Regions from separate parts of the Sus scrofa genome. Here region 1 is linked to region 2. The links are chromatin contacts, called in public Hi-C maps. All regions are on one chromosome and are shown on one strand. The core of a region is the stretch at or near the end of the contact, and the rest is flanking DNA. Distances in the headings are between cores, read along the strand shown.

Region 1 (5,582 bases), core at 2,289-4,788, 93 kb before region 2:
GAGCAGAGTGTAGATATTCGGAGAAAATGCCCAGGGGTGAAGAGGATGGGTGAAGCAGGTGTTGCAACAAGAGGTCACCCGTTAGTTTGTGTGTATCTCAGGTGATAGGATATTCCGAAGAGACAATGAATGATGTATCTTGATACTTGTTAGTTGGCACATGACGTTTAGCTAGTTGGGTATAGTTTTTGGAGCTACTTAAATTAGAATTACTGTACAGTTTTTGCAGGCCTTTATATCTGGAGTTACCTTTATATCAAATTTACCAGAGAATTAATTTCCTGATCAATCTAGGAGTAGCTGGAAGGAATAAAATAGATTTATTAGTCTTTCGTTGAGTAAATAGCTTTGGTGTCAGAAGAAGGGTGTCTTAGGAAATGCTTGTAGTTTATCACATTCTAGTAAGAACATAAGATGCTTATTTACAAAAAAAATAAAATAAAATAAATTGCCCACATTTGGGAGAACTATACTTATATTTTAGATTTGGTTGGACAGAAGTGGTGATAATATGGACTGGATGGTTCTTGAAGAGCAAGCTGCTGGTTTTTTGGCTCTTAAGTCTGAAAGTGTTTTAATTTAAAGAGATCCCTGGTTGGATTGAAATTTAATGTGTTTCATTAGTTACATGAATTGTTTTGACCTTATTGCCACTTAAATCTTCCCCTTTATAAGTCACTCTTTCCCTCTCATCCTGTTTTTGGTGTTAAGAAAATTAATTAAATAATTTTTACAGGAAAAGAAGTTAATATTTCTTATTTAAAGTGGTTATACTTTGTCAAAGAACAACTAAAAGCCAAATGGAAAATGGTTAAAACATGTGCTTCTTCTTTCCAAACTAGTTCGGGATTCGTGTTAGAGTTTAGCAGCCCTGGCTGTTTAGATCCAGGTGGTCCAGAAGCCTCTTTTGTGGGGCCAGATCCTTGGGGAATGAGTCATGGTGCTTCTTGTCCATAGCCAGTGGGTTGTTCCTCTCACTAGCTTTGGGCAACAGGTTTGAAATGTGGACAGATTAGCCTGTATCCACAGTCTCTGCAAAGGAGATACCTTAAATCACATGTCACACTGATGCAGTGCAAAGAAAAAAAAAATCATATTTCTCTACGAAGCATTTTATAATAATACTTAGAGGTTTTAGCCAGGAGTTAATAGGAAAAGTTATCTCACTGTTTGTTCATCTGTTAAAGGGTAACTAGGGTGTGCTGAAAGTAGAATTGGAACATTGATTAGCTTGCTTAGATTCTGGCACATAATTTTTAATAATCTACGTCATGCCTTTTCTTTTTGAGAACCTACTTGGTTTTTAATTGCCATTCTGTTCATGAGATACACAAAAAACAAGAAGCATGTATTTTATTTAATACATTAAAATGTGCATCCAACATTTTAAACATATGTAAACTGGATTGCTCTTGATGGTAGAAGGATTTGCTATTTTGTCTTGCTAATACACTTGAAAAGCTTTGTTTGCATTTTTGATTTAAACTTGATATTGACCTGAAATGGGGATGCATGCAAGGTTATTAAATACTGGTTTCCTTTCATAGTCTCTTGGAGATGCTAACATATTTCTTTAAATTTCCTGATGGTAAAGCATTAATTTTTTTGGTTATGACTTATAGTTATCATGTAACAATATCTGTTCTATTTACAGTCTCTAAATAAGGGAAAAGCTGCTTACAGTAATATGAGGATCACTGGTCTTAGAATAATTAAACAGACTTGTTATACTACATTAATCCCTTTTGGAACATTTGAAATGACTTCTTAGTACTAACAAACACAGCCTACAATTAATCTGCTTTTTGTATCCAGCATTTGTATAATATAAAACATGTGTATGGAGAAACATATTTCAGGTTTAAGATGAGTTCATAGGAGGACAAAATGAAATTATATTGGACTGTTAAGGCAATATGAATATGATTCCAAGTACTGATAAAACATGGAATTCATTTTGAATCGGCCTAGGTAGACAAATTGTTTTTCATAAGTTTATGTTTTTTGGTAAAGTTTGAGCTCTCAGAATTACTTTCTCCTGAGATCTAAGTTTTGTACGTGACATAGCAGATATTTGCAGTATGAAATGGAAACATTTGTGCAATCTAATATCCAGAAGGTATGTTGACACCTTGTGAGCTGGTGTTTCTTGCTTGGTACCTGTACTGATACAGCTATTTATTAATCCTAGAAAAAAAGGAAGTAGACTCAATTTTAAAGTCTCATCCAGTCTTTTTCTATATTTCATAGCAGTTATTTAAGTTAAGGATAGACTCTGCATTCACTATTCAAACAATATTTTTACAGATTTGTTTAAGGGACTTCTGAATTAGGATTGTGTTTACATCTTCTGTGGTGGGAGCTCCTTGAGGCATAATTTCCTCCTTGATGTGGGCTTTTTTATTGTTGTTGAGTTTTTCCCACCCAGGGATGTGAATTCAACCTTGTGTATTCCAGTTACAGGGAAAAGATGTGGTGTAGGATGAAGTACTAGTTCAATTCTGAGGCAGATTGCATGTGTATGTACAGAGTACCATGGAAGTGCTGGGCTTACTGAGTGGTTTGCAGCCATTTTAGACCATGTGCCTGGGACCAGCTAACACATTGTCAGGAAAAAACATGATGTAGCAACAATATTAGATCATGCAAATGAGACTACTGAATAGTAATAGTTATGGGCAATATTTTGGAAAACACTGATTAGTGACAGTTTTATTACAGCAAATGTATGTATCAAGTCCCCAGATTTCATTGTAATGCACTGAAAACAGATGTCAAAGTGTCCCAAACAGAATTTCATGGTTAATCTACATATTGCATGGAAAGTACAAACAAACCATTTAGAATTCTGTTATTTAATCCTTTTAGAAGGAATGAAAATATACAATTTAGATTTACTCCATTCTTTCTTTTAATTTCAGTTTTTGTTTTCTAGGAGCTGATGATAAATTATTTTTTTCTTTGCTATTTCTTAAGATGCCTATGGGAGAAGACATATCTGCATATGGACATGGTTTTACTTAATGTACTTTGAACTGTAAGTTTCTGAACATAAGGTCTTTGCATTAAAAAAAAAAAAATTAGGCTCTAAATTATTTAGTGACCTGGTAATGGAATTACTTTCTTCTATTCCTTTGTTTACTGATGTAGCATTTCGCTCTATGCCACATAGTGATTGAAGCAGCATACAGAAGTGGAAGAGAAGAAAATTGGTAGCTCACCCTTTTGCGAGCATGGGGGCCTCTCAGTGACTCAGTTTCTTTATCTGTCAAGTGACTGCGTTAGCTGAAGACCTCTGCTGTCCCTCTTAGCTCTGGCATTTTAGGAATTTGGCTTCTGCTTTCCCTGGTTGGGAGGGTGGGAAATCTTCTTCCCCGTAAGCAATATTTAATGAAGTTTAGCCGGATCTTGTTAAATTTTGTATTTTAATATGTTTTATTTATTAATGAGAAATAGAAAATGTGTAACTTGACTCTTGAGTAACACTTTCGTGTTGCTCAATTCAAAGTCCAGTAGTCGAATCATTTGGGTTCAATCTAGATAAAAAGCTTGCTTTTTAAAGAAAGAGGTCTTTACCTCCTAGAATTTTAAAGCTGGAATGATCTCTGGAGACCTTCTCACTTTACAGCTGTGGGTACTGAGTCTAAGAGCAGCCCAAAGCCACTTTGGTTATTTGTGTTAGATTTACTGTTACATGGGCATAAATAAGCATAAATAACAAAAGTGCTATTTTTGAACATGGCAATTTTTTTTAGGTACATAGAGAAAAATCATGATTAAAAGAACATGTACTATCGTTTGTAACTTATTGGAATCAACTAATTGATTCAAGAGACCCATCTTTTTTTTTTTTTTTAATAGTTTTTCATAGGATATATTCTAATGAAGTCAGTCCACAGCCATGGTCTTCATGAGAATAACTGTCTCTCTTTTTCAGTGGGTGGAAAAAATACTCTTTTAAATTATGATCACCTAATATGGATTTGATAGTGATTGGAAAACAGAAACGATCCATGAAAAATGTACTCCCAGATTTCCATTAACATTAAAGGTCATGTTTGAGACCGGTTGTAAGAAAAACCTTTTTTGAAAGCCAGATGTTGGAAGGAAAGATGGGAGCTGGTTAAGAGGAGTTGGTTTAAGTTCTGCTTCCTGGATGTCTCCAGTTTTCAGATTAGCTGGATAATTACTTCATCTCCATTTTCCTTTGGGTGGTGTATCTCTCTCATCTTAGTTTTAAAAACTGTTTTTTTCCCCCCTCAGTTCATTCATTTATTTATTTATTTTGCTTTTTTAAGGCCACAACCAAGGCATGTGGAAGTTCCCAGGCTTTGGTCGAATTGGAGCTGCAGCTGCCAGCCTATGCCACAGCCACAGCAATGTGGGATCTGAGCAGCATCTGCAACCTACACCACAGCTCATGTCAACGCCGGACCCTTAACCCACTGAGCGAGGCCAGGGATTGAACCTGCGTCCTCATGGATACTAGTTGGTTTTGTTTCTGCTGCCACACAATGGGAAATCCCTTTCCCCTCAATTTAAAATAAATATCCATATGCCTTCTTTTGTTTAAGAGATGTTTCTAAGAATTTTTTCCTAGTTTAATTTTAGAAACAAAACATACTAAATTCACAAGGGGAATTCAATTTTAAAAGGAACCATACAATGAATCCTTTTGCCAAGGTAAGAATTCTTTATAACATGAGATTTATCTGTAAATTATGTTATAGGACTGTCCTGTGATATGCTTATATATGTATCCTGGTAACCCTAAATACAGCAGAGATTAGTAATTTTTAAAGCTGAGATATGAGCAGTTTGAAAAAGTTTAATATCAGCTACCTTTATTAGCTAACTTCTAGTTTGATATTTTATGAAGAAAGCTTGAAAGTATTTTTTAATTTATTTTTTTATTAGGAGATAGTCGATGTACAGTGTTAGGTCGATTTCTGCTGTACAGCATAGTGACCCAGCCATACATATATATATATATATTCTTTTTTCTCATATTATCTTCCAATATGGTCTATCCCAAGAGACTGGATATAGTTCTCTGTTTTACATTGTAGGACCTCTTTGCTTATCCATTCTAAATATGAAAGTATGTTTTAAAAGCATAGTTGGAGATGGAAAGATAGATAAATAAAAGTTGGGTATTATCTAAGTGCAAGACACTAAAACCAGAGGAAATATTATGGGGACATACTATAAAATATATAATAAGTAGTCGATGAATGAATGAATATAAATTACTTAAACTGAATGTAGAACATGGGGGACAAATCTGACGACTGTTATTATGATAATTCAAGGGAAGTTCCTCAACCTAGGAAAATCCAATTTTTACTGAGACTTGTTTTCTTTTGTATCTCCACTGGTGACTGGTCACTGTAGAAGTATAGGAAGTGTCATCCCCACCTTATATGTACTTTAAGTTTCAAGAATTAGTAAAAAAAAAAAAAAAACCAAAAAGCAAAAAACCACCACATGAAATATATAGTATCTATATTAGCAATAGAGCATATTATAGAATCAAGCTGTGGCTTTAAATGTTTGTTTTACTATTATTCATTTTGTGATTA
Region 2 (5,565 bases), core at 1,441-3,940:
CAGCAGCCTCCGCCCAAAGGAGGTTTCCGATGAGAAAATTGGAATGTATGTGCCAAAAATTAGGAAAGTTGCCCAAAGAACCTTGTAATCGTAGAGGAATAGCATCTACCTGGTCTCTTTCTTTTTTGTCTAATGGTGACCCTTCTGATTTAAGAAAACAGCAAATTTATATGGACTCTGGAGTCAGATTTGTTTGAGTTTAATTTCTGGCTGTTGTACTTGTTAGTGGAATAGTCCTGGGCCAGTTTTCTCATCTGAAAATGGGGATAACAGTAATACCTGTCCCTCAGTGTTTGTTTCAAGAATGAGAAATGCACATGTCATATTGAGGGCACCCTTGGACATGTGAACAAATGCCCATCCACTGTTAGCCTTACTGTTACTTTATTGCTCTTTATCCACAAGATATTTGCTGAAGAAAGAGGAGATATAGGAACATATTAAACACATACAAAGGTAAGAGGCACTAGTGCTTTCCTTAACTAATTACATCGGTCCTCACTAGGATCCTTTCCAGGGTGGAGATTGATTTTATATGTATTTTACTGTTGTGTATACTCAGCAAGACTTAGAGTATATGATTTTCAGAAACTTGTATCTTAGTTGGGGTTACAGAATATACCCACTTGGCAATCTATACACAAAATGACCCACATAAGAACAAAGAAACAAATGAAATTGGAAACTCTTTTTTTAGCTTTTTTTTTGTGTCAAATATGTTGTCTTAATCCCATATTTCTATGTATAATAGCAAAGTCACTGCATGGAGTAGTGATCAATCAACATTTATTAAATTCCTCTGCTTGTTGAACAGTTTGTCATTCTAGGACTTAGGAACTCTCAAGGAGGGAAAGTTAATAAGTTGGCAGTGTCAAACTATAGACTCTCAGGAAAGTTAAAAAAAAAACAACAAAAAAACCAAACCTCAAGTTTTAAAAATAATAGTAAGGGGGTTCCCATGGTGGCTCAGTGGTTATGAACTTGACTAGTATCCATGAGGATACGAGTTCGATTCCTGGTCTCACTCAGTGGGTTAAGGATCCAGGGATGCTATGAGTTGTGGTGTAGGTCACAGACAGGGGAGGGCATGGGGAGGGTGGGGTGCTGGTCCTCTGATTCTTCCATTGCTGTGGCTGTGGCTGTGGCTGTGGCGTAGGCCAGTGACTACTGCTCCACTCAACCCTTAGCTTGGGAACTTCCATATGCTGTAGGTATGGCCCTAAAAAAAGCAAATATATGTTACAGGAAACTGGAGATACTTTCTGAACATACCAACTTTTTTCACCAGTCTGTTAAGAGTGGCCTGCTGTTCTCCAACTATGGGACTTTGATCCTCCTGATAACTAATTAAGCAAGGGTTGAAAATCCCTAAATGTCTTTTGTTCAGAATTTTTTAACAGTGGTTAAAAAATGTTCTGTCTTACAAAGGTCCAAGAGGTATGTGTGTGTATGTATTTCAAGTGAGTGCTAGTGAATAGACAGTATTCAAAATATACCATTACAGAGACATTAGACATTCTATAATGTTGAAGATTTTAAGAAATAAAGTGGAAATCATTGGTGTGGCTGTGCTGTGTGTGGACATACAATTAAAGCTCGAAAGACTGGGCATTTAGTGAATAAGCAGTATGAGTGTAATGAGTGCCACAGGTCCAGGTCAGCATTATGGAATTCATCTTTCACTTCTGAATTTTCTCTGGTCAGAGACAATGTTGGATTCAGATGAAGCTTAGTAATGATTGAAGTATAGTACACCAGGCCTGCCGTGTCTCTCAACCTAAGCTTACAATTGTGGAACACCCTAAAAGAAAAAATCCAGTGACCTCATTATGTAGTATTTGGCAGCTGTGGACACAGCATTTTAGCTGGGACTTTAATAGAGAAAAGACAGGACAGAGACAGTACACATCCTGTGAGATCTAGGTGTCCTTCTGAAGCATTTTAGTTTATAATTTAAGGGCTTTTTGCCTTCCTACTCCGAGCAGCCTGGACAGTTAAGAGTTCCAGTCAGCCCCTCCCTCCCCTGCCCTCCCTCCTTTTGGTCAATCCTTGGAACTTGCATACACCATGGATTTGGTCTCGATTTTTACAATTAAGTGGGTTTTGTGCTCTGGATGTTTGCCATAGAAGGGTCTAAATCTTTTTTTTTTTTTTTTTCCTTCCTTAAAATGTGTTACTCTGATGATGTAAGAGAAGCACAGCCTCTTAAGGAAAGAAAAGGAAGCCCGTGAACTATTTGGGAGGTTTTCATTTTGCATACACCCATGCTTTGCGAAAGACTTTAAGTCCGGGTCAAAATCATGCCCTTGCAAATAGGAAAATGTGGGCTTGGCTCATGCTTTTGCTGGAGTACATGTCCCCGGAGTGGGGCGTTCTTATTTTACTTCTTCCCACAAAGTTGATCGGGTTTCTCTCACGAGGAGAGGGCCCTCTGGGCCTAGGCCTCAGTGAAATGCAGGGGAGACCCCTGGGCGCCCCTTTGCGACGGGGAGGGTCCCCGGGGTGCTCTGGCGTTCGCGTCTCAGGCCGCTTTGTGAAGCAGGGTGTCGTACCGAGCCCCTTGCAGTGGGAAACGTGCTTCCGCGCTTGCTCCGAGGCCCGGCGGCCGCCGCCCTCCGGCCTCCGCGCGAGGCGAGGCGAGGCGAGGCGGGCCGGCCCGGCGACATTTCACGAGGCCGCTTGGCAGCCATTTTAGATCCTGCCCGCGCTGCGAGCTCCTGGCTGCCAAAAACTGCAGCCGCTCCGTGCCAAGACACTCTTGGCAGTGGAGATAAACTTTGTAGAGATACACAGTCCAGAAATATCTTATAATTACAAAGCACAGGGGGCAGAATGTTTTTACAATACAGCTGTGCTAATGTAAACATTTAATTTGGCAGCCTTCTCCACCCACTTTTCAATTAACCGGGTTTAGGCAGATACTTTAGGTCTGTAATAAACTTTATTGCTACTTCTCGTAGAGTACAGTTTATGAAACACAGATTGGAGGGGCTTTGTTGGGGGGTTTCCATGCATATAGGAAAGCACATGGTGAAGGTTGTGCTGCCATGAAGGGGAAGTGTAAGCTTTCTGTCTCAGAAACCGCTACAGGCCCGGCTTGACGGAAACAGTTGCTTTAAGGGGAGAAAACTGTGGGGGCTGTCTCCTTTGGCTTCTTCAGCCTGCGAGAGGATATTAATAGAAAGAGGTAGAATCACTTATATAGCTACAAAAAGACACTTGTGTTGGTGATCATTAAAAAAGATAAATGTCCCCTGCAATGCATGAGACTGTTTCAGAGATAAATTCCCAATAACAGTTCTTACAGATATAATTATAATAATTGTGTAATCGCCGTGATAATTATTCTTATAGAGTGAAAGAAATAATTTTCTATCTAAAGTAGCATTCAACTCTTCAGCTCACAAAGCTAGTCAATAGATCCTTTTCAGCTAACCTAGAAAAAAAAATGGTAGAGGTCATAGAGTTTTAAAGCTAAATTTGGTTTTAATTGACATTGAGAAAGGGAATTTTTTTTTTCATAAGGAATATGACATCACATTTCATGATAGCTCTTTGCATAGATGTGTTTACACATTTCTCAGATAAATTAGAGAATACCATATACATGCCAAACGTATGGATATTTCATTTTTTAAAGACAAAGAAGGCATTCAGCTCATATTTTCATGTCTTACCATTTAGAAACTTTGCCTTGATTCTGGTTTTTATGGTTTTTAAAAATTATCTTTTTTTTTTTTTTCTCCACTTAATGGTGGATTTTCATAATAGCAAACCATTCTTATATTTTCCCCTCAGGACTCCATTTGAGTGCCTCGTTTAGTCTGGCTCCAACACCATTCAATCTGTGGGGTGTGACCATAAAGTAATTTTCAATTTGAAGTTGTATTCTTCTGTTCAGCTCCCAAAGCTCATCACCAGATCCCTTTCAGCCATCCTGAGAGATGATAGTGGTCAGAGAATTTTGAAGTTGTACTCTTATTATTTTATAGTCTTGTTATTTTTATCCTCCAATAGCTCTTTTGCCATCATATTACCTTTATGCATTCTGCTCATCACAGCTAAACAAGGCATTTGCAATGGCTTTTATTCTCTCAGATGTTTTACTCTTTAAAAACAAAAATCAAACAAAAAATGTTTGTCTCACAGCTAAATCCGTGTGTGTGTGTGTGTGTGTGTGTGTGTGTGTGTATCATGTCAGTTCTATTTTCAAAATATAATACCTGAGGATACTGTTTATTTGTAAAATTTAAGCAGCTTATTTTACCTGTTAGCAAGTGATAAAAGCACAACACAGATTAAATTGTATGCTGCATGAAGAGAAGGACAAAAAATGTTTTGTCCTCTGCTGTAGACTGAGCTCCAAGGATGATGCATCATGGAATCTTTTGGTGCTCAATCTTGTGTTGGTGGTAGTTTTTTTAAAAAAATTCTTTTTATTGGGAGTCTCCTTTGTGGCTCAGCAGTTAATGAACACGACTAGGATCCACGAGGATGCAGGTGCAATCCTTGGCCTCACTCAGTGGGTAGGATCAGGTGTTGCTGGGAGCTGTGGTTGTAGATCACAGATGCGGCTCCAATTTGGCATTGCTATGACTGTGGCGTAGGCTGGTAACTGTGGCTCCGATTCACCTCTTAGCCTGGGAACTTACATATGGCACGGGTGAAGCCCTAAAAAGCAAAACAAACAAACAAACTTTTTGTTAAAGTAGAGTTGATTTACAATGTTGTGCTAATTTCTGCTGTACAGGAAAGCGAGCGACCCAGTCATTCATATATGAATACACACACACACACATATATATATATATATATATATATATATATATATATATATGTATATATCCCTTTTCTTATATTATCTTCCATCACGGTCTATCCCAAGTTGTTTTTTTTTTCCCCTAAAATAAACAATGGGTAAATCTAGTAAGTACAAGTTGGAATCCTAAATACTAACTGTTAATTAACTGTATAAATTGGTAGGTCATTATGAAACTTTTCTTTGGATTGTTTTATTTTTCTTTGGGAAATTAATGCTCTTTGTCTCAATTTCTTCATGGACGGTGTATCCAAGATAATATCCTTTCTGCAGCTGAAATGAACTCCCTGAATTATACAGGACAGAGTACAATAGAAGGAGGTCACAGTCTTGTGCAGGGAAGCAGCATCTAAGCCGCCAACCAGGAGGCAGTGTTAAAAGGCCTTTATTGGAGATATGAGCAAGGTGTTGCAGGCCTGGGGGTTGGCCTCTTTAGGTGGGGGAAAGTGAGATTCAAGGAAGATAGACAAAATTCAAGGCCTTCGGAAGGTGAGTTAGGAGTTCATCTAGCTGTGAAAAAAGGGATATTTCTGAGATAGAATCTGTGCGGGCAAAGGCATAGAGCCTTGCACTTGCACAGCGTGTTCTAGGAGTTTCCCCGGCATGTTGGAGCTTAGGCATTGAGAAGTTAGATAGAAGAAGAGGTGCAAGGTGAAGTTGTCTGATGGCCTAGTGAGCAGTGCGGCTGGGCTAGGACCAGATGATGAACAGTTTTCAATGCTGTGCTAAGGATGTCATAGATTGTT

What was found. Hi-C and Micro-C count contacts between places; a contact is called where the count stands out from the background.
Region 1: a contact with region 2 is called in a Hi-C map of liver, with 2.4 times the contacts expected there. The contact joins two enhancer-like sites. A contact is called at or near these places in 5 of 47 Hi-C or Micro-C datasets (fetal heart ventricle, fetal skeletal muscle, liver and 1 more) and 1 of 2 datasets of contacts at active chromatin or transcription factors (skeletal muscle).

The regions. Positions count from the first base shown.
Region 1 is chr1:208,200,438-208,206,019 of Sscrofa11.1, forward strand. All of the region lies in intron 2 of NFIB (nuclear factor 1 B-type), which reads left to right. Among named protein-coding and RNA genes, the nearest start is that of NFIB, 21 kb to the left of the region's middle. Within about 2 kb of position 3,539, at least 2 of the 83 cell types and tissues checked have an H3K27ac peak or open chromatin away from gene starts, as enhancers often do. A contact at or near this core is called in liver, where this site is marked.
Region 2 is chr1:208,294,296-208,299,860 of Sscrofa11.1, forward strand. The region is part of intron 2 of NFIB (nuclear factor 1 B-type); the gene reads left to right. Among named protein-coding and RNA genes, the nearest start is that of NFIB, 110 kb to the left of the region's middle. Within about 2 kb of position 2,691, at least 35 of the 83 cell types and tissues checked have an H3K27ac peak or open chromatin away from gene starts, as enhancers often do. A contact at or near this core is called in liver, where this site is marked.